Regions from separate parts of the Mus musculus genome. Here region 1 is linked to region 2. The links are chromatin contacts, called in public Hi-C maps. All regions are on one chromosome and are shown on one strand. The core of a region is the stretch at or near the end of the contact, and the rest is flanking DNA. Distances in the headings are between cores, read along the strand shown.

Region 1 (5,052 bases), core at 1,681-4,180, 230 kb before region 2:
AGCCTCTGCTCTTAAGCTGTGAGAAATGGGTTTCTGTGGCTTACAAGATACTCAGTTACTGAGTTTAGGTTACTTTGTAATAGCAGCCTGAACAAACTAAAGGAAGAAAAAGCAGGTTGGGAAATTATTCAGCCAGAGGCCAGGCAGGAGCACGCATGATAAAAACCCACCCAGTAAAGACGCAGAGTCAAGGTTTCCAAATATTTGCTACCAAGACCCATTTTAAAACAGTATGCCATGCCATGACCCTGTGGACATGGACAAGCATGACCTATTAAAGTTTCAAAAGCAATATTTACTTACAATGTGTAATCCACATTGATAGTTTATAGTTGGGTTTTTCAGTGTTGGTCCATGACCCATATAAATTGATTTCTGGACCTTAACTGTCTACAAACAGCAATATAAACAACCCTCATGAGAATGAGACGACCAATAAGAGGGAGGGGGTGGCTTTTCTCTCTGAATTTTGACACATACATACCACACACATACACACGCACACACACACACACACACACACACACACACACACATGTTCCTTCTTTACCGTAACCACTGGGAACCATATGTCCCTGATAACCTACACTACAGCAGAGTTATTACCACCAAAATTTATATTTACAGCTTATAATTTTATATTATACGGCTTATTTTCTCTACCTACCATACACACCTCCCTAACCCTACCCATTGCGTGATTTCATGAGAAGTGGTGTCTTTTATAAGTTACCTGCATGTCACGGTGACCAAAACACCTCCCAGAACCAACGCCAGGCAAGAAAGATTTCTTTGGGCTCACAGACTAGGAAATTTTAGTCCATTCTGACAGGAAAGGCACACCAGCATACCTGAGACCACACGGGGGGTTGGGGGGGGGGCGTGGCAGAGGCTAGTCACACTGCAGTAGACTAACAAGCAAGAAACGTGATAGGGTCCGACTTTCTGATCCACCACCAGAAACCCACCTCTGTCAGCCAGGCCGCCATGACCTAAAGGTTCCACAGCCTCCGAAAGTAACAATTTCATCTCACAAAACTTAGAAGAGACGCCTCCTGATGTCATGGGAGTCTGTTAATTATCTCTCACTACTTTTGCTTGACTCATGACTCAACTGAAGTATTGCTGAAGGAAGGTCTCTCAGAAATTATGTTCTCGTTGATATGTAGGCCTTTGGCTACTATGAATGCCGTAATCTTGAGGAAGTCACATCTTGTAACAGCATCAGCCATAACGTAGGACAATGGTGATAGAGGTCTATAATGATATCCTTTGATTTTCCAGCAGGGGGCGCCATGCGCAAGGCATTCAATACCAAGGGCACCCTAGAGATACCCAAAGTCGGTGGTTCTGGAAAAACAAAAACAACGGTCATGCGTCAGACCATCTAACACACACACCTCTGTATCACACACCAAAGGAAAAGAATTATTCTGATGAGTGTTTGTAAGTCAAAGTCATGGTGGAAACTGGCTTTTCCCATTGGTCTTTAAGTTAGCTTAGCGTGCGAGTACTGGCCTGTGGCGCTCGCTCACCAGTGTCTCCATGGATTCCCCCATTCTCCACCCTGAACTTGGTCGCCGCTCCTCTCCAGGAGTTACCTCCACCCCCACCCCAAATAGTTCCCACCCTTAATTTCCTGTCGTGTCTATGCGCTGCGCCTGGGTCCCTGCTTACTGCACTTAACGTGGTTTCTACTTGCAACAAATTTCTTGTAAATGCCACGATTTCTTTTTTTATTGCATAATAATATTCCATTCACATAACTGTCTCATTTATTTTTACCCACTCATCTCTTTGCAGACATCTGTGTTGGGCCCATTGCCGATCTATTGAGAGTAGGGATACAATTAGGCACAGGTGTGTAAGTATCGCTACGCTACATTGACTTAGAAACTTCAGTGTTATGTATCTGACGCGGGGCGGCACTGCTGCTGTACACGGCATTAGAAGTCTCCACGGTGGCTGCGTCAGCTCACACTCCCGCTGGCTGTTCTTTTTCAGATCCTCAACCAGAATTTGTAGTCCTTTGTTTGCTTAATGACAGCCATTCTATTTTAGCAGAATTCATTTGCGTTTTCCTGTAGATTAGGAGTGTTGACCATATTTTATGTATTTATTGGCCATGTGTAACTCTTTGAGAACCGTTTACTAAATGGATTGGTTGGTCCATTTACTGATGGTTTTGTTGCTTACTTTTTGCAATTCTTTAGATAATCTAGCTATTTTTTTAAAATTACTTTTAGATTTATGTAAGTGTGTGTGTGTGTGAATGTTGAACCTTCACGTATGTCTATGTAGTACATGTGCCCTGTGCTCACAGAGGTCAGGAGGTCAGAAGAGGGAAGGAATTGGATCTCCGGAAACTGGTGATCCAGATCATTGTGAGCTACATCTCCGGAAATGCCCACAGGCACACGTCAAGTCTTGTTTCCTTTGCTAGGTCACTTTGCTAGTGTTGAGTCTGGAGCAGTTGATGTCCACAACTGGCTTCACTTACGTTTCTGCGTTGCACGCCGGGTCCCTCTGCTGCCCACACTTCCTGTGCAGTCTGTGGGCTAGGCAGACTCCCCAGATCCTCTTCTCTTAGGGTAACTAAAGGGGAGCCTTTTCCACACGGACTGGGAACGCGAAAAACAGCAAGATAACTGAGCTTGGTATGGGGGCAGGGGATTGATCTTTTTACTTCCAAGACTTGATGAGTGTCAATCATCCTGCTGGAGGGGTGATGGCAAAGTGGGTCGTGTTATAGGAGCCAAGTCCAGCATGAGAACTTGAGCTCTTGGGCCCCATAGTGGCACACTGGTAGTTCCAGAGTCTGAGGCTCCCAATGAATGCAGGCGCAGAACGACTCCAGGGTTCTTCTTGGTTGAGGAGGCCGTTGGCCAACCAGGTGCTTCCTTGCCTGTGCTGAGCCTCCTCCGGCTGTTCCCTCTTCTCAGCCTCTCCTCCTTTCACCCCTGCTACGGTCGGTTTTTAACAAGTTACGTCTCAAGACAGCAAGCAGACCAGCCACGGCCATCCAGGTCTTACTGAGTGACGGGGGCTTTGACTCCAGTGCTGATCCAGCTGCCCGATCTGCCACTAGAGTTGAGGTGAGTGGGACTGTCCTGAGGACTCTTATCTCATCTAACACAGGGCACAGCTCACCGCCCTGTCATGTGGTTCCCTCCACGTTTAAGGGTCCTTTTGTGTTTTTTTGTTTTTTGATTTTGTTTGTTTGTTTTCCGAGACAGGGTTTTTCTGTATAGCCCTGGCTGTCCTGGAACTCACTTTGTAGACCAGGCTGGCCTTGAACTCAGAAATCCACCTGCCTCTGCCTTCCGAGCGCTGAGATTAAAGACGTGCGCCACCACGCCTGGGTCCTTGACCTGCCTCGTGTGATTAGTGAATCTTCCTGTTCTCATCTGCAGTGGTAGTCGGTGAGGGGTTCTGCCTTGCGGGAATGTGTTACACAGGATGCTGCAAGTATCTCCTACAGAAACAGACACACAGCATCTTCTGCCCTGTCTCAGCCACAGTTGGTCTCCTTTGCCCACCCTGTAAGAGCCCTGTCCTCTTACACCAGCATCGTAAGTAGGAGCTGCCCGAGACATTGCTTTCTGAGGTTTCACAAACAGCTTAACAATTTCACAGCAGTCGCAGTATTGGGGTTTTGCCATGAACCCGTGGGAACAGCGTGGCCGCGAGATCTGACAGAGCTGTTTCAAAATCCGGATCGAGGAGTCGGGGAATTCCTAAGAAGCATTATGCAGCCCCTGGGAGCCTTGGCCTTGTCTGAAGCGGCTTCTGTGAGCCAGATCAGATTCTTGCTGACCCCAGGAGGCAAAGAATAGAAACCTGGAAAATCTAGAGGAACTTCTCCTCGTTACCTGCCACGAACACCAATCTTGTTTCTCTCTAGTTATCTGGGTAACGCTCTGGTTTCTCTACTTGCTTTTACTGAGAGGCAGAACAGGGACAGACAGAGTATTTATGGAGGCTGCTTTTCAAGCACAGCTTCTTTGGGCTGACCTCCCAACTCCCTGCAACAAATGCTGAGTCCTCTGTCTGTAACTCATGCCCATCAATGCCCGGGCTGCTGTAAAGTATTGAGGCCTTTCTAATTGATCTGGGTGGCTGCCCTCGTGGAACTAGGAGGATTGTTTTAAATGCATCTTCAATGGTCAAATCTTTTAAAAATCTTTTTAAAATATAATATGCAGATTAGCTTCCTGTTGTAAAAATTGGGAGAGTGGCTAAGACAGGGGTTTTCAGGACTTTCCAAGAGTACAGTTCTTCTCTCAATGATAGTTTTTGATAATCACGTATAAAGCAAGCCTGAGCTCATCAGATACATGCTTTCTACACTGGTGTTTATGTACCCATGGCGGCTGTCATTAGAGTCTCTGAGTATGATGGTTTGAATAATTAGGAGGTGAAAGGTGAGTGTTGGGCTGTTGAGTGAGCAAACAAATGTTTATATGGCAGAAGTGGCATTTCAGAAGAGTATAAATGCCCTATTTGGCATCAGCATGAAACCCCCAAGTGCAAGTTCAAGCCTAACCACCCACAGGATCGGCAGATCTACAGAACTCCCCTCCTGGGTCTCACTCAATAAAGGGTTCAGCTTTTCTGTGTTCTACGTCTTTGTATCTTGGGAAATGCTATGGTATAAATCAAGACACGTCAAACTATACCACAATAATAAATGGCCCCAGCTCTCAATTGTTCACAACTGCACAGGCTTATTCGCTTCTTGAGGTGTTCTAGGGGAAGAGCTGGAAGGCCTTATCAGTCATCAGCACGGAGATTCTGAGCAAACAGCTCACTGGTCTACGGTAACTGAGAAGTTCTGCCATCTGCCATACGCAAGCAGAAGACCCAGCAAAACTAGGTGCATGCGAATCCGAAGGCCTGAGAACCCAGGGCGTGTCTGAGAGCAAAGGCAACCGGAAGTGGGTGCGTTCTCTGCTTCCTGTTCTTTTCAGAACCTCGGTGGATTGACCGGGTGAGACCCACTTAGTGAGAGATGGCAGTCGAGGGTACTGAGTCGCTCATCCCAGTGCTAAG
Region 2 (4,637 bases), core at 186-2,685:
TTTATTTTTAACTCCATTTCTTTATGTTTTGTATATATACATAGTCATGTTTACAACATTCAAGGGCTTTTTTTCTTCTTCCTTTCCTTTCTAAGCATCTTTATGCTCATGTGTGGTACAGACATCCTAACAGTATTCAAAACAAAACCTATCATCTAAGATGGGGTCAGAATGTCCAGGGCTGGGTGGCGCGGTGGCATTTCTAGGAAGGGTAAGGCGGGTGGATCGCCACAAGTTCAGACTCTTAGGGAGCTTCCTAAAATGGTCATTCTGGAAGAAAGGGGTCCTTACTCTGTCCCACAGTAGTGAGACTGGAATGTTGCATATCTTGAATATCTGAGACCTTAACCTGTGGTTTTCCAACCCTGAAGAAGCACCCCCCCCCAAAGAAGAAGAATAAGAGGGGCTTTCCCAGGGAAGCAGAGGAGGGGAAGAGAGATCACTTCACCTTCTGTGCCTAAGGCCATAGCTACCTACATTCAGTTTACCTGGCCAACAAAGCTCCCTTTTATACTTAAGCTCCTGTGAGTTGTTTCTGCCACCTGTGGTCACGTGACCTTTTAAACACTGCTCCTCTCCAAACCCACCAAGGGTTATGCTCCTTCACTTCCTATGCCCCTGACCTGCAGATCCCAGCTTATCCGCCACCTTGTTAAGTAAGCTCCTTCTTCTCCAGGGCTGGAGAGATAGCTCAGTAGTTAAAAGCACCTGTTTTTCTTGCAGCAGACTGCAGCTGGTCTTTGCTACTTTATTCTTCTTTGTCCCATCCTTTTATCTCCCCTGGTTTCACTCCTTAACAATAGATAGGAGAGAATCAAAGATAAAGGGGGAGAAAGAAAGAGGGAAAAGGAGGGAGGGAGGGGAAGGAGGGGGGAAGAGAGAGAGAGATCCCTGGATCTAATTCCTTTCCTTTTGTTTCTTCTGTGACCACAGCTACTAACAAATAGCAAGAAACCTTCCTAAAAGACCAACACAACAACCACTGACCAGGCCTCTCAGAGGCCCTAGCATTTATGTATCCTCTGAAAAGTTCCCAGAACCCCAAACATCGAGAAATCACAGAAATTATCTCCAACTGGCAAAACCACGCTTGTGCTAGAGCACAAGGCAAATCACAGTCAGCTGCTGCTGCTGCAGGCAGTTCGAAGCAGCCCACATCCCTACGCCTGGAATTAAACCTACAGAACAGTCTTAGAATATTTCTGTGGTTTGGTTTTTTGTTTGTTTGTTTGTTTTTAAGAAACCACAATTCCAGAATTCTCAAAAATGTCAGTGGAGCAGACTCAGGTTCATCTCTCAGTGATTACATGGTAGCTCAAACCATTTGTAGCTCCAGTTCCAAGAAATCCAATGCTCTGTTCTGACCTCCACGCACCAAGCATGCACCTGATGCACATGCATACAGGCAGGCAAAACACACAGAAAATAAAATGGACAAATCTAATTAAACAAACAAACAAACAAAAAGCCGGGCGTGGTGGCGCACGCCTTTAATCCCAGCACTTGGGAGGCAGAGGCAGGCGGATTTCTGAGTTCAAGGCCAGCCTGGTCTACAGAGTGAGTTCCAGGACAGCCGGGGCTGCACAGAGAAACCCTGTCTTGGAAAAAAAAATAAAAACAAAAACAAAAAACAAAATACAACAAGAACAAAAAAAAATGCCCCTCGCAAATTTTTAAAGAAAGACCATTCGCCTTCCACAGCTCCTCAGCACAAGGTATTTTATTATCTCTAGTCCTTATATCTCTAGTATGATCAAAGCTCACTGTCTACATGCATTAAAATATTGCAATGAAGCCTAGGATTTTTTATAACTATTACAAGCAAATAGAAAATGAATGAAACAACAACAACAAAAGCCTGAACTTACTTATCATGATTATCTCTCTGAAGTTTGCATTCAGCGCCTACTCAGTGCAGGAAACTGCATCTGCCATGTTCCCCACCGCCTAGAGGGCTTGGCCCAGAGTCAACACCTAACACAGATGAGGTTTTGTCTTCTACTTTCTCATTGGAAGCTGACAACACAAAGCTTTAGCCAGTATATTTATGAAGTGCAGAAGATATTTTCAACTTTACTTAGCAGGATCAATGTTATAGATATCAGTTTCTCAAAGCCCCCACAGCTCCCGATCCAGCTCACATCTCACTAGAATCATATGCTTCCAAAAGTATTTTCTCAGCAAAAAATACGAAGCTCCACTGTGGAGCCAGGGTGAGGTGTCACTGTTACAAAATCAACACATTTATCTCTCTTAGGAGCAGCTGCAGTCAGGAGCACTGCTTTGTTTCTTTATGGTGATAGTAATTATCTCCTTGAAAAGATCAGTTACTTCAAACTTTAGTCTTGCTACTTCAAGCTTGCTTCTTGTTCCAGCAAAGTCAACACGACCTGAGGGTCTATTCAGAAGTGCAGACTCTCAGACCCCACTCCAGATCTCCAGAATCAGAAAACTGCCTTTTAACAGCTCCAGATTAACACAGACACGTAGTTACCAACTTTTTGGAGTAACAGGCTAGATAAGATACTTTGAATCATAAAATTGTATCCAGCTGTGCACAGGGTGAGGCCATATAGAGGAGCAACAAGGACAGGTCAGATGACATCAGCACGGGCAGAGATTGACTTTCAAGTAGAAGAACCAAAAGAGGCCCCTGCCTTCCTATGGGCCCTAGAACTGGGAAGAGAGGGAAGGGGGCCATGGAAAAGGTTGAAAATCAAAATGAGTAAAAATACAGTCAGTGCCTGGAAGAACATGGAGCCCGAATTCTTGAGTGCACCTTTTCTCAGAAGTCTGGAATGCACTGGGCAGTCTAGTACGGGTGGGTAGCCTGCATGAGTAGTAGCAAAGCCTCAATACTGCCCACATTTACACAAAGGCTTTTGTGTTGGTGTTTGATATGTTTTGTGATGTGGTAGCATGTTGTGGTTGCAGGCCTATGCTGAGGCACCCTCCCACCCCACCCCACCCCCAGGAATCAGCTATACAACAGGTCTAGTGTAAAATGAAGTTTACTTGGAACATCAGAAAGGCATATAGGGAAGGGAATAGAGGCAGAGAAAGAAAGGAGACAGATAAGGACAGAAAGAGAGAAAGAGAAAGAAAGAAGGGAAGCAGCCAGTGGGGAACATGTGAAGATAGAGTGAGGTGAAAGAGAGGTGAGTCCCAGCAACGCGGCTCTTTGCTCTATCGCCTAAGCAAAGCAGCCGAGGAAACCAACCAACACACATGGACAGATTTGTCTCCAGCAATAGCTCTCAAAGCATCAGCTCCCTGGCCAAGTAAAAGCAACTTTAGAAAGCCTTAGAAATTCAAATTCTTGGTCCTTATCTTGTAAGGGTGAGCTGGAGCAATGGCTCAGGGGTTTAAAACACCCAGCACCCACATGGCTGCTCTAACGGACTGTAAGTCCAGCTCCAAGGCACCTGACAGAGTCCTCTGGCCTACGTGGACAATGTACACAGGTGGAATGCAGACATACATGTAAGCACTGGTCATGGGCAGGGTCAGGTAGTGAAGTGGGAGTCAGCTGATGATTTTCAGGCCTTGTGACTCTCTCTTAAGGTTCCGGTTCCAGAGGCCAGAAGCTGGAACCATAATTTACCTCTTACTGTTCTGAGGCTGAAAGATGACGGCTTCTAGCAGTTCTTCTGTATTCTGCAGCTAAAAGCTGCTTACTTTTGGCAATTCTTCTGTCTTTAACTCTTTGCTGAAAGCTGCTGCCTTCCCGTAATTTGACTCCCACTGATTGCCTGCTGATCCTACTCCACCAAGGTCACACCTCCAAGTAGTGCCACTCCCTGGGCCAAGCATATTCAAACCACCACATTCCACTCCCTGGCCCCCATAGGCTTGTTCAAACACATGAGTCTATAGGTACTATACCTAAACATAGCATAATGCAAACAAAATACATTTAATCCAATTTCATAAGTCCCCATAGTCTATAGCAGTCTCAACAATATTAAAAGTCCAAAGTTCAAAATCTTTTCTGAGATTCATTTAATCACTTAACTGTAATCCCATATAAAGTCAAAATCAAAAGGCAGATCACATACCTTAAACATCACATTAAGGTATCACTACCATTCCGAAATGTCATAGTGAGGTAATACTGCACCAAACAAGACCAAAAACCAGCTAGGCAAACTCTAAACTCCGCATCTCCATGTCTGATGTTAAAGTGCTCTTCAGATCTCCAACTCCATTCATCTTTCTTGACTACAGCACAATTCTCTTTGGCTAGTTCCACTCCCTGCTAACAGCTTTCCTCAGCAGATATCCCATGGCTCTGGCATCTCAAACATCTTGGAATCTCCAAGGCATCTTTAATGTTACAGCTTCTTGTTCCAATGTCTGAGATCCACACATGATCTTCTGGGCTCCTCTAAAAACCTTGGGTCACTTCTCCAGCTCTGCCCTCTGAAGCACTCAAGGCTCTGATTGTCTCCTCTCTATTGCCGCTGCTGTTCTTGGTGATCAGCCTATGGTGCTGGCAATCTCCAATATTCTGGGGTCTTCCACTGCAACAAAGCTTCACCAATAGCCTCTCATAGGCTCTCTTCATGATGCCAAGCCTCAACTCCTTGCATATCCCCTTCAGTCCTGAGCCATCAACTGCAACTGAGGTTGCATCT

Evidence for each region. A called contact is a pair of places that touch in the nucleus more often than the background predicts.
Region 1: a Hi-C map of morula shows a contact between it and region 2, with 2.6 times the contacts expected there. The contact joins two enhancer-like sites. A contact is called at or near these places in 16 of 39 promoter capture datasets (3T3-L1-derived adipocytes, the C10 cell line, the HPC-7 cell line and 10 more), 7 of 15 datasets of contacts at CTCF or cohesin (CD8 T cells, the G1E-ER4 cell line, embryonic stem cells and 4 more), 244 of 484 Hi-C or Micro-C datasets (the 3T3-L1 cell line, 3T3-L1-derived adipocytes, the 63-12 cell line and 126 more), 25 of 115 datasets of contacts at active chromatin or transcription factors (CD4 single positive thymocytes, CD8 T cells, the HPC-7 cell line and 16 more) and 2 of 9 other capture datasets (embryonic stem cells and pancreatic islet).

What each region holds. Positions count from the first base shown.
Region 1 is chr16:87,751,314-87,756,365 of GRCm38.p6, reverse strand. Gm32925 (a long non-coding RNA gene) reads right to left here. Exons shown (of 5, transcript XR_001781984.1): 2 at 969-1,350. Among named protein-coding and RNA genes, the nearest start is that of Gm32925, 15 kb to the right of the region's middle. Within about 2 kb of position 2,930, at least 8 of the 459 cell types and tissues checked have an H3K27ac peak or open chromatin away from gene starts, as enhancers often do. A contact at or near this core is called in morula, where this site is marked.
Region 2 is chr16:87,515,474-87,520,110 of GRCm38.p6, reverse strand. No RefSeq gene overlaps it. Among named protein-coding and RNA genes, the nearest start is that of Gm24891, 10 kb to the left of the region's middle. Within about 2 kb of position 1,435, at least 3 of the 459 cell types and tissues checked have an H3K27ac peak or open chromatin away from gene starts, as enhancers often do. A contact at or near this core is called in morula, where this site is marked.